Linked DNA regions of Rattus norvegicus: region 2 is linked to region 1. The links are chromatin contacts, called in public Hi-C maps. All regions are on one chromosome and are shown on one strand. The core of a region is the stretch at or near the end of the contact, and the rest is flanking DNA. Distances in the headings are between cores, read along the strand shown. Region 1 has its middle 73 kb from the start of Kiz. Region 2 holds the start of Kiz (kizuna centrosomal protein).

Region 1 (4,030 bases), core at 1,529-4,028:
GACTCTGCAGGCACTAGGCATACATATTATATACTTACATAAATTACAGCAAAACATTCATTCATAATATAAGATACAAATAAACCTTTAAAAACAGCAATCGTTTGTGTGCTGGATAGTTTTATGTCAACTTGACACATGCTAGAGTTATCTGAGAGGAGGGAACCTCAGTTGAGACAGTGCCTCTATAAGATGCAGCTGTAAGGCATTTTCTTAATTAGTGATTGATGAGGGGGGGCTCAGCCAATCTTGGGTGGTGCCATCCCCAGAATGGTAGTCCTGGGTTCTATAAGAAAGCAGGCTGAGCAAGCCATGGAGAGCAAGCCAGTAAGCAGCACCCCTTCCTGGCCTCTGCATCAGCTCCTGCCTCCAGGATCCTGTCCTGTTTGAGTTCCTGACCTGACTTCCTTCAGTGAAGAGGTGTTAGCTAAATAAATCCTTTCCTTCCCAACTTGCCTTTCAGTCATGGTGCATCATTGAAACAAAAGAAATACTAAGACATCTAGACTCTAGCAGGAGTAAGAAAATGAAAACAAATGTAACATAAAAAGTTTAAAGGATCTCTTCAGAGTCAACATCCAAACACTGTCCTTTTAGAAATAAAGGAAAGGAAAGCCAATTGAAATGAGAAACTCAGCATCAGGAGGGTGAAGGAGTTACCAAGAGGAGATGTGCCTGCCAGTTATGAGGCCAGTGAAATTTCATCCCAGAGCAAATTATGAACCAACCTGCCTCCATCTTGGCCTTGAAAGTCATCTTATAATAAACGAGATTCACTTTTGTTTATGATTAAACCTCTGTTTCTCAAAGATTGGGCTATGCCTGTAACCTAAACCACCAGTGGTTCTGTACTGCCTCTTCTCAGAAATGGCGACCAGATCCCCCATTTGGAAACCACTACCCCGAGCTATAAAGACCTTATCTTCCTCATGTCCAAAACTGTCCTCTTGCATCCTGTCTTAGGCAGAGGCAGCCCATGTACACAAATAAAAAAGCTTGCTTTAATGAATTGGCCATGCTGATTTGGGTAGGTGGTCTTTCTCTTCACGTTTTGGGAAGTTCTGAGAGCTATGAGTGGATTCATAAAGGTGACTGAGAGTCAAAAGCACATAAGACCAGAAGGCTAGAATCAGAGGAGCAACGGGTTAATGCTCTGGAACTTTCAAAAGAAAAGCGGGTTTTAGACTAAAACTATTCTTAACAGTAAAAACATCCATTAGCGAAGCTGTATTAGTAAGGGAAAAATTGTAAATTAGTGAGTGTGTGTGTGTGTGTGTGTATGTGTGTATGTGTGTTTGTGTGTGTGTGTATGTGTTTTGTATGTGTGTGTGTGTTTTGTGTATATATGCCCACATGCAACTTGCTATTTCGACAGTCCATGCATTGAGGGCAGAGGCTTAAACTGATTTTTCATTGTTAAAAACTTACAAATAGGACTCTTAATATTTTCTTTCTTGCTCACTGGATGGCCACCATGTAGGAGACTTGGGCTTATGGTTATGTCTGTGTATCTGTGTAGACAGAAGATAACCAGATGAGTGAGGGGTTCTTACCTCTGCTTTTTTCTTTTGAGGGAGTTTGTCCCTTGATGGTGGCCTCTGACTCATGATCTTCCTGCTTCTGCCTCCCGAGTGGGAAGACTACAGACATGTGCCTTTGTAAATCTGGCACTCTGCCAGTATGCCTTTCAGCGACTCGGCCACTGCAGCTTACATCATCACCCACGGACCCCCAGGTACAGCACATTCCACTGCTGCTATAAGTTGTGTGTTCTCCTATGTGACATGTGCCTCCTTTAAAAGGTCTTGTTTGCTCTCTCTGTCTCCTGATTGTTCTGTTTGCCTGGCTCTGTCTCCTTTTGTCTCTGTCTTTCTCTCATGTTCCACTCTTCAATCTCCCCACTCCTCCCAATAACCAACCGTCTTGGGTCAGTTCTGTTATATGGTGGATCTCTTAGCAGCACACCTTGGCCCCAGATCTGCCAAAGACGTCTCTTGCTGTTTTATTCTAAAGAAGCCCTATTCACCCAAAAAAGCCTGTATGAGAGGAGAGATAGTTTTCAAAATTGACACATACAATGCTGTCCTGGCACCTTTGTTTTAGATCATTCTGATTTTTAGCTACATATACATATATATATATATATATATACACACACATACATATATATATACATACATATATATATATACATATATATATATAGAAAATTCATTCTTTTGAGCAATCCATGCACAATCTGTAATATTATACCAACCACTCGTATCCATGATTAGTGACCTCAAAGGGGCAGGAGCCCTGCTCCACTGCCTCTAGCAAAGTTCTATCATTAGTGTTTGGTGCAGTATCTAACAGAGCAGCCGTGTGGGTCTTTATTGAATGACTGAATCAGAGTGAATGAACTGAATTAATTGTACAGGCTGACAGCTAGTGAACATAGAAGTCTGTCTAAGATTATGTAATAACTTCCTATGTCTGTCTGCCTGTGTATATGTATGTATTTTGTTGTGTCTCGTAGAAACATCCTTTAAAACTTCTTTGTAGGCTAAACATAACTTTCTAGCCCTTAGAAAACGACAGTATCCTCTACAATTGGCTAATTTCACTTGATGCTCGTTTGCTTGTGCGAGGTTGCCCTTCATAACTTTGCAGTTTCTAAGTAAGTGATTAAAGCAGCAGCTGAAGGCCCAGGCCTTTTCCTCCTGTGAGTCCCGAAGGCTGCAATTCAGCCTGTTGCATCCTTTCTACCAGAGTGGATGTCACTGATGGAGACTCAAGAAGTTGTCTGCCTCCTAAAGGGCTTCTTTCAAAATGAGCTGTAACCCCAAGGGTTACTCTGTGGCACAGACACTCTCTTGTTTCTTAAATTCTCCCTGTCTTCTGGAAGAAATCCCGCACACAGCATTCAGTGGAATCAGAGCGGGCTCCTTCGCCCCTCCTCCCGGAGCCTCAGCACCTGTTTGTTTAGAATTACCATGGACCCCTGTCGAGCTTTTTTCCTCTGCTGGCTTAGACTGATACAGTTGTCCCTCTGTATCCACCAACTCAAAAAAAAAAGATTCTAAAAATGTCTGTTCTGAGCACATGCAGACTTTATTCTTGTCATTGTGCCTTAACAATACAGTACAACAGCTATTTGAATGGCATTCCTACTGTACTGGGAATTACACGTAACCTCCGGATGACCTACCACACACTGGAGGATGTTCAGAGGGTCTGTGCAATGACTGCACTGTTTTTACTATTTTATTTGAAGGATTCAGCACATATGGATTTGGGTATCCAAGAGGGTCCTGGAGCTGAGCCTTGGAAGATATTAGGAGACTCCATCACATATACACTGTAGCTGAATCTAAACGGAACAAACTGACGGCTACAGGCAAGACCTTCAGGGATGATGGAATGTCTGCCGAACAGGGAAAGAATGTGTTAAAGTCTGTCTGCCTGGATTAAGGGTCTCCTGGCCTGTGAGGTCTGCCAGGAAAATTCTTTCCTTTGTCTCAGCATGCCCCCAGCTGGCAGATGGAGCTTACAATTTGTTTTCAAATATCTTGGCGGGGCTACAGGATCTGGTATTTAAAAGGAAAAGGGGTACATGAAGATTTCCCCTGCCTGCAGCACTCTGTGCAAATAATAATCGTCTGGGGGTGATCTTTGGGCTGTTGCAACACGTGAGGATTAACTATGCAAATAAAATTCCTTCTGTTTGAGAACAAGCAGTTCATTCAGGCCTGGTCTTTCTGCTGCAGGCTGAGGTCTTTTGCATTTTTTTTTTTGCATCGTTGTTTTCCCACTCTCTCCATCCATCCCCCTCCCTCCCAGGAGACAGTGTGTGTGTGTGTGTGTGTGTGTGTGTGTGTGTGTGTGTGTGTGTGTGTGTGTAAATCATGGCCAGGGTTCCACAGGCTCCTCCTCTGCTGTATTAGGGATGGTTTACTCAGTGGACCTGTCATGAATGAGAAAACTCCTCATTCTGAGTTTAAGGAATGTGGCAGATGCTGCTAGGACTTTGCCCATGCTCCCTTAACTC
Region 2 (3,895 bases), core at 1,362-3,861, 74 kb before region 1:
TGTGCAATTCACAATATTTAAGATGACCATGGACTTTCAGGAAATAGTGGTCCCTATGCTGAGACTGGATTTAATTTTTAAAATGTTATTACATTTGGTGTGTTTGTGCGTGTGTGTGTGTGTGTGTGTGTGTGTGTGTGTGTGTGTGTGTGTCCCTTGTTGAAGGTCTCATGATTTGTCATGGGCCAGAACTCACGTTCCTATGCTCTTCCTATAGCTCCCTCTCTAAAGTTACTTGCGTCTATCTTGTGTGTAGCATGCATGAGCTAGAGTTACTTACAGATTCTTAAAATGAAAAATGATCACATGCGACCACAGATTTACACTGACTTAAAAATAAAACAAATCTTCAAATGCAGGACCGTGAACAGGCCATAAAATCTGACTCCAATTTCTTATGTAATTTCAACAACCTCACCTTGCTTAATAATTAAAGCAAGAAGTGCTAAACATAAAGTGGATAATCATGACACGGTTATTGTACCAGAAGGGCCATAAACAACCAGGTGTGCTTAGGGTAAGGGGCACCATGACTCATGACTCCCGTTAAGTTAGTTCAAAAGGAATGTCATTTAAATCAGGAACGTTTTAAGATCAGATCTCTGGCTATGAAACACGAATAAGTAAAGGCCCAAGGTAACTACACCACTCTCGAACTACAATAGAAAATAAGGTAAAGGCACTGAAACTCAAGTTCTTGCTTTTAAATGATCTGGTATATGCGGAGATCTAACACCACCTTGGGTAACTGGAAAAAGGTCATTATTTAATGACAATATGAGGCCACTGCATTCTACATAAGGCATTCGGTAACACCTGGACACTAGCTGATTGACTCTTGGATTTCACACATAAATTCAAATATTTTATAAAATACCTCCACCACCACTGTATTACACAATGAGTCAGCCAAATGGTATGCTATGTGTTGATTTTTTTCCTGCCTAAAATTCTCATTGTAGGTGCACACATACACACACAGGGAGGCAGGCAGCCACACATGTGTACGCACTTGCACACACACACACACACACATACACACACACAAACACACACACCACACACACACACAGTCTCCTGCATTATCCCTGAGATTTCATTAAGCACACTGAAGGTGCAAACAGGAAGTTTTGAGAAAAGAAAAGTTCTGCAGAAAACGATTATATATATATAATATATAATATATATGTACACACACACACACACACATATATATATATATATACACACAATGTATGTGTGTGTGTGTGTGTTGGGTTTTTTTTTGGGGGGGGCGGGGGTTGGAGATAAGGCCTCACTATGCTGCCCTGGCTGGCTGACTGGAACTCCTGTATCCCAGGCTGGCCTTGAACCTGTGGTCCTCCTATCTCTGCCTCTTCAGCATAGACCACCACGGGCATATGCATAACTGGTTGGTTAGTTTTTTTCTTAAGTGAGAGATTAAGAGATCCCTAGAGTAGGCGAGCAGAACCGTGTCAGAAAGAAAACAGGATGTAGAAAGAAGATAAAACATGGAAAGAAGAGTGAAGGCCTGTGGGAGATACTTCACAAATAACTGACAAAAAATAAGTCTAGTGTAGGATGAAATTCCTTTGTAAAATCATTTACTTTACCTCACCTGCGATTACTGTTATCATCTTAGAATTGTTACAGCCCTCCTGTTTCATCTGAATGATTCTGTAACTTTAACACTCATTAAATGTTTTGTTTATCAAGAGATCCAAAAATCTATTTCCTTTCTTGTCAACTAATGAGATTTCTAAGTCCAATTAATTTGGCAGCTAAATAAGTGTTCCAACAACTTATCTTTCCATGTGTTATTTAGAGTCAATTGCTTTATACTTTTTTCCTATTTATGCATTCTTAGATCTAGCTGTTTCCAATGGTTCTCATCTTTCATGTCTTAATCAAAGGCAGTTCCAACCCTCGAAGCTGAACTCGTTGAAAAATTCGTCCCTTTACTAGAAATTTAGGCAGCCCCAGACACCTCCGAAAGACTACAGAGCGCGCGCACGTGTATACATACACACACACCCTTCCAGCCTGCGTTCCTGGACCTGTCATCTTTGATGCAGTGCGGCTGTCAAAGTAGGATGACAATTTGAAGAGGGGGAGGGGCGCGTGGGCGTGTAGGACTAGAGAGCAGACTAGAGAAATTCACAAGGCTTGATCAAGACTGGCAGGCAAAAGAACTCCCACTATCACTTCCGGCCGCATCCACAAGCTGAGGGACCTGGTTTTAGTTGCCATGAGGAATTATAGCCGCTCTGCGCCTAATCAAAAAAGGGGTATCTGTGGTAAACTTGTGCTCCCAACCCCATCTGGAGCTAGTTGGGGGTCATAGGTGAATCCCGAGCCTAGTGAACTACTGGCGGGAAATGGTTGGACGTGGTCCCTTTATGCTCTCAGTGGCGCCGCTGACTCCCTGCCCCGTCCCGCGGCCATACCTGTCCCGCAGAGCCTGCTGGAGCTGGCCCACCCTTTCGTAGTAGCTGGGGCTCGCCAAGGGCACGAATGCAGCGGGCGCCTGGCGTAGGCCACCACCGCCACCACCGCGCCTTCGCGGCATTGCCACAGGGCAGCTGGAAGGCCAGCGTTGCCTACGGAGACCGCCCCAACATGCACCGCGGGTAAACAAGGAGCCTTGCCGCCTGAAGAGGGCGGGGCGGAGGCGGGGCTCCGAGAAGGCGGAGCTAGCTGCGGTGCGGGTCAGGGAGGGGCGAAGGCAGAGGGCCCGGCTGGGTGACAGCATCCCTGGTGGTTTCCTCTACTTAGGGATGGGAAGACAAGAGAGCTGTGTCACTTTCTTCTCTGTTACAGATTTGTTTCTCTTCCCTGCTTCAGCTACAGAATCTGTCCTAACTGCATTCATTTTATCAGATGCAATTTCTTCCTAGAATTTGCAGTGAGAGACCCTGTGACAAAGTTGTTTTGATACCAACACTTAAAAGCAAAACAAAAAGCTAGAAGAAAACAAAACTTAAGAACCTCAAATATGCCGGTCAGGTCCTTGGTGGCACAGGCCCTTAATCTCAGCACTTAAGGGCAGAGGCAGTAGGATCTCTGAGTACCGAGGCCAGTTTGATTTACAGAGTGAGTTCCAGGACAACCAAGACTTCACAGAGAAACCTAGTCTCAAAAAACCAAAACCCAAAAGACAAAACAAGAATCAAACCAAACAAACAAAAACCCAAATTCTCAACAGATATATGCCATCCCACACTGGAATGGTTTTCAATGCCAGCCTTTTCAAGGGAGAAAGACTTGTGAATCAAACCATTTACTTCTGCAGTCTATTTTCCAACAAGGCCCCCACCCAGACTGCATTGGCATAGACCCGATGTCCCACAGCTCAGCTATGTGACCATACAAAAGCCTAGGTGCCTCAGAGTGAACTGGATAGGCTAGTACAGCAAGACTAACTTAAACTTAGATCATTTCAGAGGAACTAGTGGTTATAAAGGCACAGAACATAGTATCAGTTTTTATTCTTGCCTTCATCAACATGGCAAAAAGCTTCCTGAAGAACGACAACTGTATTCTAAAACCCACTTGGAAGAGGAAAACATTTAAAAAAAAATATGTTGTACACACATACTTTTAGTCACTGTGGTGTCTTATTCTAGACTCTTTTTTTTTAAGTTTCTTTTCTCAAGTCAGTAGTTTTATTTTCACGCAAAGCATCACTTAAACCAAAGCTTCTTTAATAGTGAGTCAGAACTCCATGGGGATTGTACTGTATCGGAATGGGGTGGGGACGGGGAGCTGTATGTCAAAAAGTTCAGCAACAGTAAACCATTCCTGAATGTGTAATTACCAAAACTCAATTGAAAATCAAGGCATAATGAATCCAAGCTGCTTCTGGCAGCATATGTCCGTGTCTTATATCATGACA

What was found. A called contact is a pair of places that touch in the nucleus more often than the background predicts.
Region 2: a Hi-C map of Schwann cells shows a contact between it and region 1, with 2.0 times the contacts expected there. The contact joins the promoter of Kiz here to the enhancer-like site in region 1. A contact is called at or near these places in 1 of 12 Hi-C or Micro-C datasets (Schwann cells) and 1 of 1 datasets of contacts at active chromatin or transcription factors (oligodendrocytes).

The regions. Positions count from the first base shown.
Region 1 is chr3:154,655,724-154,659,753 of GRCr8, reverse strand. No RefSeq gene overlaps it. Among named protein-coding and RNA genes, the nearest start is that of Kiz, 73 kb to the left of the region's middle. Within about 2 kb of position 2,778, at least 10 of the 93 cell types and tissues checked have an H3K27ac peak or open chromatin away from gene starts, as enhancers often do. A contact at or near this core is called in Schwann cells, where this site is marked.
Region 2 is chr3:154,729,633-154,733,527 of GRCr8, reverse strand. Kiz (kizuna centrosomal protein) reads right to left here and starts at 2,611. Exons shown (of 14, transcript NM_001398980.1): 1 at 2,448-2,611. The coding sequence starts at 2,569.